Regions from separate parts of the Mus musculus genome. Here all the other regions are linked to region 1. The links are chromatin contacts, called in public promoter capture Hi-C maps. All regions are on one chromosome and are shown on one strand. The core of a region is the stretch at or near the end of the contact, and the rest is flanking DNA. Distances in the headings are between cores, read along the strand shown. Region 1 holds the start of Bmyc (brain expressed myelocytomatosis oncogene). Region 2 holds the start of Adamtsl2 (ADAMTS-like 2). Region 3 holds the start of Slc2a6 (solute carrier family 2 (facilitated glucose transporter), member 6). Region 4 holds the start of Med22 (mediator complex subunit 22).

The links. Promoter capture Hi-C pulls out the DNA fragments that hold promoters and counts their contacts.
Region 2: a promoter capture Hi-C map of embryonic stem cells shows a contact between it and region 1, with 4 times the contacts expected there. The contact joins the promoter of Adamtsl2 here to the promoter of Bmyc in region 1. A contact is called at or near these places in 3 of 39 promoter capture datasets (embryonic stem cells and liver).
Region 3: a contact with region 1 is called in a promoter capture Hi-C map of embryonic stem cells, with 5 read pairs. The contact joins the promoter of Slc2a6 here to the promoter of Bmyc in region 1. A contact is called at or near these places in 3 of 39 promoter capture datasets (embryonic stem cells, hippocampal neurons and liver).
Region 4: a promoter capture Hi-C map of liver shows a contact between it and region 1, with 3 times the contacts expected there. The contact joins the promoter of Med22 here to the promoter of Bmyc in region 1. A contact is called at or near these places in 3 of 39 promoter capture datasets (hippocampal neurons and liver) and 1 of 115 datasets of contacts at active chromatin or transcription factors (astrocytes).

Annotation. Positions count from the first base shown.
Region 1 is chr2:25,705,490-25,708,295 of GRCm38.p6, forward strand. Bmyc (brain expressed myelocytomatosis oncogene) reads left to right here and starts at 1,390. Exons shown (of 1, transcript NM_023326.2): 1 at 1,390-2,232. The coding sequence starts at 1,437. The coding sequence ends at 1,949.
Region 2 is chr2:27,078,036-27,080,841 of GRCm38.p6, forward strand. Adamtsl2 (ADAMTS-like 2) reads left to right here and starts at 1,344. Exons shown (of 19, transcript NM_029981.2): 1 at 1,344-1,538.
Region 3 is chr2:27,026,606-27,029,411 of GRCm38.p6, forward strand. Slc2a6 (solute carrier family 2 (facilitated glucose transporter), member 6) reads right to left here and starts at 1,393. Exons shown (of 10, transcript NM_172659.2): 1 at 1,212-1,393; 2 at 536-698. The coding sequence starts at 1,300.
Region 4 is chr2:26,909,233-26,912,038 of GRCm38.p6, forward strand. Med22 (mediator complex subunit 22) reads right to left here and starts at 1,410. Exons shown (of 4, transcript NM_001033908.1): 1 at 1,061-1,410. The coding sequence starts at 1,183. Rpl7a (ribosomal protein L7A) reads left to right here and starts at 1,575. Exons shown (of 8, transcript NM_013721.3): 1 at 1,575-1,598; 2 at 1,774-1,894; 3 at 2,190-2,339; 4 at 2,787-2,806. The coding sequence starts at 1,596. It overlaps Gm23969 (a small nucleolar RNA gene), which reads left to right and starts at 2,029; the gene lies at 2,029-2,102.

The DNA.
Region 1 (2,806 bases), core at 140-2,639:
GAGTAGCCAGGGCTCTCTACCAGCGAGCTATCCTTCAGCCCCACTCACTTAGAAGTTTAATACAGACCTCAAATATCTATAACAACATATTGTCCAGAAACCAGAAATGTTCTTGAAATCATTATTTTTCCTTTCTAAAAATTTGATATAAAATAAGGAAAGAAAAGAGAAAATAGGTTAGATCTTTTAATTTTTTTTAAAGAATTCTGTGTTATGGATTTTCTTGTTTGTTTGAGCCAAGTTCTCACTATGTAGACCAGGATATCCTGGAACTTACTATGTAGCCCAGCCATGGTAATCCTCCTGCCTCAGCCTTCCAATGTATGAGCTGCCTTGACTGCTTGGCATTATGTAATATTTAATCATAAAGTGTTTTAGAAGTTTAATTCATGCCTAAATTTAATGTGTAGCTCACACATATTTGTATCTACATTTTAGAAAATTTGCAGGAGCCATTCATAGATGCAAGCATCATATACTCATTACAGGTGTGTGGGATGATGCTGGAGATGGTCTCTGTAGTTAAGATCTCTCGCAGAGATCCAGAGGTCCTGGGCCTTAGTTCGCAGCACTCACACAGAGGCTCACACTGTCCTGACACAGTTCCAGGGGATCAGTCTTCCTCTTTGGGTCTCCATGGGGACTGGGCATGTAGGTGATGATGCACTTACATATATGCAGGCAAATCATTCATACACTTAAAATGATATAAATAAATAAAAAAAATAGTGTAGCTTTAAGAAAACCCTTGAAGACCCGAAGCAAGTATGCCACCACAGAGATCCTTGAACGCGGGTTTATTACGGACATTTCCACAATAGCTGTTCCGGAACCAAGGTGTCCATCGTCAGAGGAACGGACAATAAAGATGTGGTTCGTATGTGGAAGTGGAACATTTTCAGTCATAAATGAGAGCAAAGAGTGTCATTTGCAAGAAATGGATGGAATTGGAGAGTATCATATTAAATGAATTAAGTCAGTCTCAGAGAGACAAGATCTTTGCTTTTTTCATCCATGGGTTCTCGATTTCATAGGTACATGAAATCACACGTGTTACAAATGACATGAAAGTAGAAGAGTCACTGGGCGAACGAAGAGGACTGAGAGGTGGAGAGGTAGACACTAGCAGGAAATGAGTGAGAGTATGCGGAGAATAGGTTATCTGCGTCCACGAAAATGTATCCTGTGCACGTAGGATGCAGCGCCTATAGCCCCTCTCCGTAAGGTGGCGCGATACTTTGAGCGTGGCGTCTGGCGACGAGCTGACGCCTCCTCCCTCCGCTGCAGCCGGAGACCGAGCCTGGTGAAGGGACTGTCGGGATTGTCGGAAGTGAGGGTCTGGGAAGGGGAGTGGTTCGGGGCTGCTGCGCAGCGCGCCAGGTTTCCGCAGCAGCCCTGCACCCCTCCGGGTCGCCTCCAAACGCAACGCCGCGACCATGCCCCTCCACGTGAGCCTCGCTAACGGCAACCGCGACCTGGACTATGACTCGGTGCAGCCATACTTCATGTGCGACGATGAGGAGGAGGACGTGCACCACCAGCAGCCGCCGCAGCCGCCAGCGCCCAGCGAGGACATCTGGAAGAAATTCGAGCTGCTGCCCACGCCGCGCCCGTCCCCGGGCCACGCCGGGCTCTACTCGCCTCCCTGCGAAGCGGTCGCCGTGTCTTTCGCCCCCAGGGACCACGACGGTGATAGCTTCTCCATCGCAGACCTGCCCGAGCTGCCAGGAGGAGACGCGGTGAAGCAGAGCTTCGTCTGCGACCCGGATGACGAGACCTTCGTGAAGAACATCATCCTGCAGGACTGTATGTGGAATGGCTTCTCGGCCTCCGCCAAGCTGGTCTCCAAGCTGGACCCCTACCAGGCTGTGCGCAAAGAAGGCACCGGCGTGAGCCTGGCCGCCGACGTGGAGCCTGCTACGCCTCCAGACTGCACCTGCAACACCTGAGCGCACAGCACGGGGGGCTTTGGACTGTAAGCTTCAGCCATGTTAACTGCCTCAAATCCTGGGCGTAAGAGAACCCTCCCCTCCCTCTTTTCTTTTTTAAGCTTGCCACCCTTCCTCACTCCCCTTAACAGATTTGTATTTGTTTAAAAAAGGAATCTTAAAGTATATCAATTTTCCAACATCAGCTGGACCCTTAAGTGTAAATAACATCAATAAAAACGTCTTATCAGTTATACAAGATTTTAGGATATGAAATATAAAAAGGTATATTTTCCTTTCAAAAGCTGATTCTTTTTTATTGTTTAAAGAAAATCAAAGTAATTCGGAAATATGTTGAGCCCATGCTTAAAAAAAAAACAGCTTTATGAAACATAGCAAAATAAGGAACCGAGGAGCTACAGACAATACTACTGCTAAAAGTAGACTAAAAGTAAGAAAGGGGAACTTTATGTGACCAAAAAGGAAAAGAAAAAAGAAAGAGGAAAAGACAAAAGATGAGATAGATGCATAAACAAAGTTAGATAGACTGAGGGGTTTTAAACAATTGATATAATTTTAAAAATAAAATAAAGGTACTACTGAAGCATAGCAAAAAGGTGAATCAGGAGAGGCAGGAAAAAACAAACAAACAAACAAAAAAAACCTCCAGAGTACCGGTGCCTCGCCTCTCTGGCTCCTCTGTCTTTAGACACTGCTGGGTGTATGCGGGGAGGTGGTGTGGTGGTCACCTGAAGTGGAGACTGTCTCTTACAATTTAGGCTGTTGCTGATCCTACAAGAACCAAGTCAACAGCAGAGCTGTGATCATTAGGTACTTTGCTTGAGCAAGTACCAGGGCCCACTGCTGGCCACACTTGA
Region 2 (2,806 bases), core at 94-2,593, 1.4 Mb after region 1:
CAGTGTGAGCCTGGATAAGGGTCATGGGAGGTCAGGGTGACAGAGAACAGAAGCTGAATACCTTAAGGTCAGTCACTACTGAACACCGGCAGAGTGAGAGCTGACCCTCTGCCCCCTGTCGCAGTCTAAGCTGGGAGAGCCAGCCAGCATCTTTGAAGAACCAGGCAGAAGGAGAGGGTGTGTGGCAGAGCAGCGCCGCAACCTGTATCTGTCACAACTTTGACTGGTGGCTTTAGCAGACCACTCCACTTCCCAGCCTCAGTTTCTCCTCGGTAAAGTACAGATGATGAAGATGCTTGTCACCTGACTCAAGCCTCACAGAGAGGCTGGGTGCTGATTGGTTTTTGCTGGTTGCTTTGTTCTTGGCTGCGGTCTGGTGGTCAGACACAAGACTTCCCCCAGGGTATCACTCTTAGCAGCCCAAAGAGGCAGCTGAAGAAGCTTATCATCTAGCACAGAGGGAGGGACAAGAGGGAGGGACAGAGAAAAGGAGAGGACTTCCAGTCCCCACTACAGGGACAGAGGCATGGATGAAATGGCTCAGCCAGCTTGTGGGATGTTGTTTCAGAATCACTTAGCATTTGAAGGTGCCTGTTTTCCAGGACGGGGTGCTTCAGAGAGCAGGAAATGTCAGAGCAGACATCTCATCATCCAAAGTCCTCTTGGATTCATAAGACTTCAGCTCTAGCTCAGCAGGGACAGAGCTCTTGAGTCCTGCTTGCTTGCCAATAGCTGCCCAGCTGCTGTGGGGTCCAGCCAAGCTGGTACCAAACATCTGCAGAATACCCCGTGCCGACGATCTTCCTAGACATCTGGTCGATAGGCTGTAGCCACCTCTTCCTCTCCCTGGAGCCATTGGTTGGTTGATCTCTGGATGTATCTCAGTTCCTCCGTTGTTCAGGTCTGTTTTCCAAGGACGGAGGGTGGCCTGCACCCGTGCAATGTCTGGACCTCTGTGTCTTCCCTGTGAACAGGAGCCGAAAGCCTGGACATCACATGGTTTCCAGCCTTCTCTGGAAGCTGAAGTTAGATGGGTGGGTCAAGGGGGCTCCGCTCCACCACTGCCAACCTCCCTCCACATGACCTCAGGCTAATTGATCCATTAGGGTCAGTCACTCTGGACCTAGGCAAGCCAGTCTCAGGCTCACTCACTGATCCTGGACTGTGGCAGCAGCAGCCAGCAGGCAGCTGGACAGCCTGGCCATACTCCAGAGGAGCAGAGCGGGTTAAAGTGTGCGCCCGGCCAGCCGCCAGCAGGCTGGGCGGGGGAGCAGCGGTGGGAAGTGTGAGTTCCTCCCCGTCTGCCTGACAGCTATAAAGGCAGCTGCGGCCACAGAGCAGCCACTGGGCTGAGAGCCCCTCCTGGGAACCCCCTCCCTTGAATGCTCTTTGAAGTGGGAGAGGGAGGCAGCTGGGGAAGCAGGACCAGAGACAGGCAGAGCCCGCACATCTCTGCACTCACCTTCCTGCACCGTGCACCTGGCAGTAGCTCTCACCCTTTTCTCTAAAAGGAGGACAACCTGCTGACCCTGGGTGAGGTAGGCCACTACATACTTGTCCCTGCTCATACTGTGGTCTTTGGGAGGTGTGAGATGTAGCTTATCCCAGACCAGCCAAGCTGTTCAGAATGGGGGCCGGGGGATGTCCCAGCCCCTGGTGAGGGTATTCAACCACAGAGAAAGGGGGGAACAACCTATGCCACACAGTGGCAGGGTGGTCCTGAGGCAACAACCTTGGTACTAGCAGTTGCTGTCTGGTCTGCAAAGCCATGCTGTGGTGGGCCTGTTGAAGGTTTTGGACCCTAGGGAGAGATGGATCCTGTTTGAGCTGGACTTGGCTGGAATCCAGCAGTGTCTGGGAGCCTTAATGAAAACCAAGTGTGAGGCTGACTGGGCACCTGTCTTTGGCAGCAGCAGGGACTGGGGAGCCATGGAGGCTAATGGGACTGTGTGAGATGGGGACTCTGTGCTGGAGTGAAAATAGGGACTCAGATGGAGACCTTCAGTGTCGGGGGTGGGTGGACGTAAGGGTGATGCTGACCAAGCTCCTGGACACCTGCAGGAGAAGGAGGGAGGGAGGGAGAAAAAAAGGGAGAGGGAGAAGGACAGAAGGACAGTAGGACAGTAGGACAGTTGGTATCAGGGCTTCGAGGGTGCTGACCATTTCCAGACTTTCTTCCCCTGGAATTGCTGGGTGCGACTGAGTCCCTAAGTTTGCTCTGTGGTGTGTGTGTGTGTGTGTGGTGGGGGAGGGGGCAGTAGGCTACCTTGTTGTGTGGCTTTGGGCAAGCTGCCTCTTTTTTCTGAAGCCCATTGTCTAACTCACCAGCAGATGACACCCACCTGGGACAAGCTACATTAGCTTCCTTTCTAGGACAGGGTTTAAATTGAGGTGCGCAGCAGCCATTCTGAGAGTTGGAGCAGCAAGGCTGGAAGCTCTCTTGATTTGATTCACCGTAACCCTTGGTGGGTGTTTGGGTTTGAGGGGCTGTTTTGTTGGAAGGGAATCAGGAGCCAGGTGCAGGCTGTACCTCCTTCTGCCCCTCCTCCATATCTCTGTTCTCTCAAGAGAGAAGGGCCCTGAGACAAAGTTTGGAGCTAAGACGAAAGGATGGAGACTTACCATCCAGAGACTACCCCACCCGGGGATCCATCCCATAATCAGCCACCAAACCCAGACAATATTGCATATGCCAGCAAAATTTTGCTGAAGGGACCCTGTTATAGCTGTCTTGTATGAGGCTATGCCAGTGCCTGGCAAATACAGAAGTGGATGCTCACAGTCATCTATAGGATGGAACACAGGG
Region 3 (2,806 bases), core at 143-2,642, 1.3 Mb after region 1:
TTAACCTCAGGGGTGAAGATATTTCACGAAGTGTCTAGCATGTGCTCAGCATGTGCTGTGCGCCTTGCACATTCCCACCCCATTTGAAATGCTCAGGAGACCCCAAATCTTTCCAGCTTTGCTGTCAAGTCGCAGTCCTAACTCAGGGTCTACTGACATTCTAACGTTAAAGTCTTGGGCTCCTGGGCTCTGTTTAGCCACGTTCTGTCCTTGTCCATATGGCACCTCTCATCCCGCTAGCATCTGGTGTGACTGCCTCCAGGCACCCAGGAGGATGTCAGCTCTGCTGTGGCAGCCTGGCTTTGGGTATGGGGTTGGGAAATCTTCCCCTCAGCCCTGGCCCACATCTCTGCAGGATGTCACTTCCTCATGTCACTTGCCATCACCGCTAGCAGACGGGAATGCGTGTTAGGGAGAGATACCGGTGCTCTAGGGGAGGTTCCAAGGCTAGGTGATTTTAGTTCCCTGTGGTAAGCAGGTTGAGTGGGCCCATGCTCCCTCCACTACCCCATCTGATTTAGAGAACAGGCCTCACCCCAAACCAGGATGCCTGGATTTTGTCCAGGTGTAGTGCTGGGTCAGAAGAGAGCTTCAGTTCAGGGATGACTGGAGATGTGTAGACCAAGGCATACCCAAAGCTGAAATTGCCCAGCACAGCGGCGAAGGTAGCCAGGAACACCCTTCTGTTTTTCAAGGCCCTGGTGGGGGATGGGGTAGAACCAAAGGACCAAGGACAAGTCCTTTAAATGGACCCTGAGTTCCCAGACTGCTGCCTTCCCCGAGCCCATGACCATCCAGCTCGGCAGATAACCAGGAGAGGCCTGGGTCCAGGGCCAGTCAAGTTGTCTTCAGGCCTTAGCAGCAGCTCTGGGAAATCCCCAGGCTGTCGGCTGGGGCTGGTGCCCGTTTTCTCCAGAAAAGAAATTGTGGTTTTTGCCTCCTGTTGTGATGCTCAAAGCTTGTTCTGTGATCTTAGGCAAGACCCATGTCCTCCCCCTGTGGCAGGTGGGGATCCCACCCAGTATTCCTTTGGAGGCTCTCTTCTTTATGGTGGTCCAGTTCTTTAAATAGGACTTGCGAGCATGCGGTAAGAAAGAGTCAGATGACTCTTGGTGGCCACTCACCAGAAGTCAGTAATGGCCCAAGATGTGTATCGTCTGCTGGAGATAAGGCCATCCCAACCTCCCATGCCCACACCCTGAGACTCTCACCCGGCTCGTTCTCTCTCTCCAGGAGTCGCGGGCACCTCGGGGAAGGTATCATAGTCGAGTCCCTCGGTTCTTAGCAGGGGTTCCTGCATGGCCAGCGCGGATGGTCAGATACAGCGGGACTCCACTGCAGAGCTAAAGCATCTGCCTGAGCCCTCAGCACAGCAGGCGAAGCTCCGCCCTACAGATGCGATTGGCTGCAGGGCGGCCCTGCAGAGCCGTGCTGTCCAATGAGACAGCCGCACGCCTCGGATGCAGGGTGCGATCGGGCTCCCGGGCGTGTCCCATCGCGTGCGCCTTGAGGCGCTGGATTCTGCCGGGGAAACCCGCTTCTAGGGCAGGGCCGCCTGAGCACCCTTTCGCCAGGCTAAGAGCGTGGACTGCTCCATGGCTGGGTCTGGCTTTATGGAGGAGAAGCCCAGAGAGTCGTAAGCTTGCCAAGGTCACACGGAGGATTGTTATTATTATATATTTTTTTATTATTGCCTTGCTTGGCCCTGTTCTGTGCCCTCTCCCGTCACATAGATGTCACTTCTACACCTGCCACTTCACTTCTCGCCTCCTAACCCTAGTTGACTCCAATGAATCACTACTTTGGGTGTGTACAGTAAGTAGGAGGAGGGTGGAGCAGAAACAATTAGGGGTAACTCCAGCAGGTGCCCTGCGGTGTCTCACCCCATAGCTGTGGACAAACCCCAAGGCTTCTCTCTGCTAGCAAGCAATCTGTCTCTGAGCTACATTCCTGATCTCTGGGATTTCCTGGTTGTCCAAATAGCTTGCACTGTTCAAAATCATTCCAGTAATGGTATAAAATGACCAAAAAAAACGAAACAGAAACTTCTCTAGGAGGTGGAAAAAGCCACAATCAAGATGCCTATCTGTGTCTTTGGACTTTTTCAGTCACAGGAGTGGACTTACTTCCTGTTCACATTTATAAACTGACCCTTTGTTACCAGGCTATTAAAACAGTAAAGGGTGTTGTAGAAGTCTCAGTTCCCCTTTAGAAACACTTCTAGAGAGGACAGTAGAGACCACAAAACTGCTGCGACCCACCCTGGCTGGACGTCTTTCCTTCCTGTGTTTGCCTTGCCTGTCTGTTACTTAGTGGGGAGGTGAACTTTCAGTGAGTGGTGTTCCACTTCACATCCAAGCTGAGTGTGTGTGTGTGTGTGTGTGTGTGTGTGTGTGTTATACATAATTTTGGGAGCCTGAGAGCACTGGCTGCTCTTGCAAGGACTCAGGTTTGATTTCCCAGCCCCACGGGTTGGCACACAACCCTCCTCTTACCTCCATTTCCAGGACAATTGGTGCCTTTTGGCATCAGCTTTTATGTGGTACAGACAAAACACCCAAACATGTGAAAAACTTAAGATATATAATTTTTAAATTTTATGTCTGTCTGTGAGTCTGTGCTCCTGAAGCTGAAATGATGGACTTGTAGGAGCTGGAGTTACAGGCCGGTCAGTCACCAAATAGTAATGGGAGCCAGAGCATATAGGACCTGGTCTTGTAACCGCTGAACCATCTCTTCAGGCCCCTTCCACTCCTTTGTCATTTGAGACAGGGTCTGATGTATTCCAAGCTGGCATCAAACTTTC
Region 4 (2,806 bases), core at 160-2,659, 1.2 Mb after region 1:
CAATGTCTCCAACCCCTTCTTGTTCTCTGGGTGACGATAGGTTACTTCATGTCAAAAGGACACTGCCCAGTCTTTGTGACAGTTTATAAGAAATAAAGGGCTAGAGAGATGGTACATTCAGTTCGATTCCCAGCAACCACAAGGTGGGTCACAACCAGCTGCCATAGGATCTGATGCCCTCCCTCTTCTGTCTGATGTTCTCTTCTGTCTTGCAGGTATAGATGCAAATAGAGTCCTCATATACATTAAATAAATCAATCTTTTAAAAAGACATTGACTTATTTAATGTATATGAGTTCACTGTTGCTGTCTTCAGACACACCAGAAGAGGGCATCAGATCTCATTACAGATGGTTGTGAGCCACCATGTGGTTGTTGGGAATTGAGCTCAGGACCTCTAGAAGGGCAGTCAGTACTCTTAACTGAGCCATTTCTCCAGTCCTTAAATAAATAAATCTTAAAAAGAAAGAAAAGATGTTCAATAAAGGATTAAAAAGACAAACTTTCTGATCTCTGAGTTTAAGCTTACAGGTGGACCAGCTGGAGCCTAACACAGACCTCAGTGGGCTTGAGGCTTCTCAGAAATTATTTAAATAGAACAGCATTTCTCAACCTGTGGATTGCCTTTCACAGGGGCTGCCTAAGACCATCGGAAAACACTGGCATTTACGACTCAAAGGGTAACAACAGTTCTGTAGTTGCAACAAAAATAATTTTATGGCTGGAGGTCACCACAACATGAGGGTTGTGGTGTTTAAGGGTTAAACTCACCAGTCATCACAAGAATCTATGGCAAGGGTAAACCTCAGCCCAGGTGGCTAGTGCTCAGTAACTAACGTAGAGCCCTGGCAAACGGGCCAGAGTTCTCCTCTCTGCTCTGTGCTTGTCACTATTTGGCTCTTCTATTTATCTGCTGTCCCATTACTTTTAACGCCTCTTCACTCCTACCCGCACCGGTCAGGTGAGTCACATTCCCTCTGCTTTCCTCACCCCTGTACCCAGGCCCCAGGGAAAACCAGTCCCAGCCTTCTCCAATGGCTTCGGAACAGCTACCACACACCTTGGCGGTCTTGATGATCTCGGTGAAGTTGTCCATGATGGACTTGATGTCGTCTTTGAGCCGCTTGTTGTATGACTGCAGCAGCGTCTCCTTGCTCTGGGGAAGGGCTCTCTGCTGGGCCATGGCGGGCCCTGGACGAGAACCAGTCTGGTCCGGCCCGAACCGAGTACTGAGGGCTGGGGACCGGGATTTCCGATACAACAGCTCCGTCCACGAACACACGCCCGGCAGCAGGCCCTTACGGCGAGGGAACAAAGCACCCGCACGCTCCTTCCCGCGGCTTCCGTTCACTCCTGGCGCCTCCCGCCGCCTCTCGGAGCCTGCGGTCCGGTGCCAGGGCCCGCCCGCCTGGACGAACGCGCAGCCGCGGCCCGACACGCCCCCGCTCAGGCTCCGCCCCTCTGTCAGAGTCCGAAGTGGGTCCTTGTCGCTTTAAATCCGAAATCCCGCGAGGGCGCCTGCTCTCGCGATATCTGCGGCCACTTACTTATCCCCCACAATTCCCTCTTCTTTCTTTCTCCAGCAGCCGAGCAAGATGGTGAGTGTCTCTGGGCCCCCGCGCTATCCGCCTCCATCCGCCGCCCGTCGCCCGTCAGCGGCGTTCTCCGCCGTCCCTGTCTCCTCGGGGTCCCTCGCGGAAAGGGAGCCACAGCGACCGACTCACAGGCAATGACTCCGCTGCCCGATGGCACGGGTTTCTCTCTTCCGTACAGCCCAAAGGGAAGAAGGCCAAGGGGAAGAAGGTGGCCCCGGCCCCCGCCGTCGTCAAGAAGCAGGAGGCCAAGAAGGTGGTCAACCCTCTGTTCGAGAAGAGGCCCAAGAACTTCGGCATTGGTAAGGAGTGGCGTCGGCGTGTCACAAGGGCAAGGCGCCTTGACGGGCAATGGACTGAATGAGAGCCGGGCACCGTCCCGAGCAGCCGCCACTGCGCATGCTCGGCTGGTGTGAGAAGGGGAATGGTGGTCGTGTGCAGATGATGTGACAGAATATTTGCTATCAGATGAGTGGTGATGACACTAGAACCACCAAGATCGCTGATGCACCGACGCCCTCCTGCCCTGGGTACTGCCTCGGCTGCAGGCCGGCCCGAGGAGAGGCCTCGGTCACAGTGTCCCTCTTAACTTCCCAGGACAGGACATCCAGCCCAAAAGAGATTTAACGCGCTTCGTCAAATGGCCCCGCTACATCAGACTGCAGCGGCAAAGAGCTATCCTCTACAAGCGGCTCAAAGTCCCTCCTGCCATTAACCAGTTCACCCAGGCCCTGGACAGGCAGACAGGTGAGGTTCCGGGCCCCAGAGCCAGAAACTGGCCCCGAGTTTGCCCTTACTGCAGTGCATGGCCACACTAATACAGCTATGAAGAGAGAGGTGGAAGGGGGTCCCCAGTCCCTCCACCTGGAATGGGCGGGATTTGGTGAGGAAGCAGTTGAGGAAGGATCCCCGTGTTGACCTCCTGCCGTCTCATCAGTGTACCACAATAGGGTGGTTTTGTTGGGGGATCAGGGTCTCTAGTTGTGGAGCTCAGCATTGCTGCCTGTTTCATGAGTGCTGGTATTAATGGCATGAGCCACAGCCATTCAGGGCTAGGAGGTCAGACACAACTTTTCAATGCCAGGTTAAGTGACAGGTTAGAATTGGGCCTGGGCGTGAGATTGCTGGCCAAGTAATAGCCCCAGCGCCTTTAAAGGGATTCAGGCTTAGAGTCCAATTGAATGTGTTTTCCAGCTACTCAGCTGCTTAAGCTT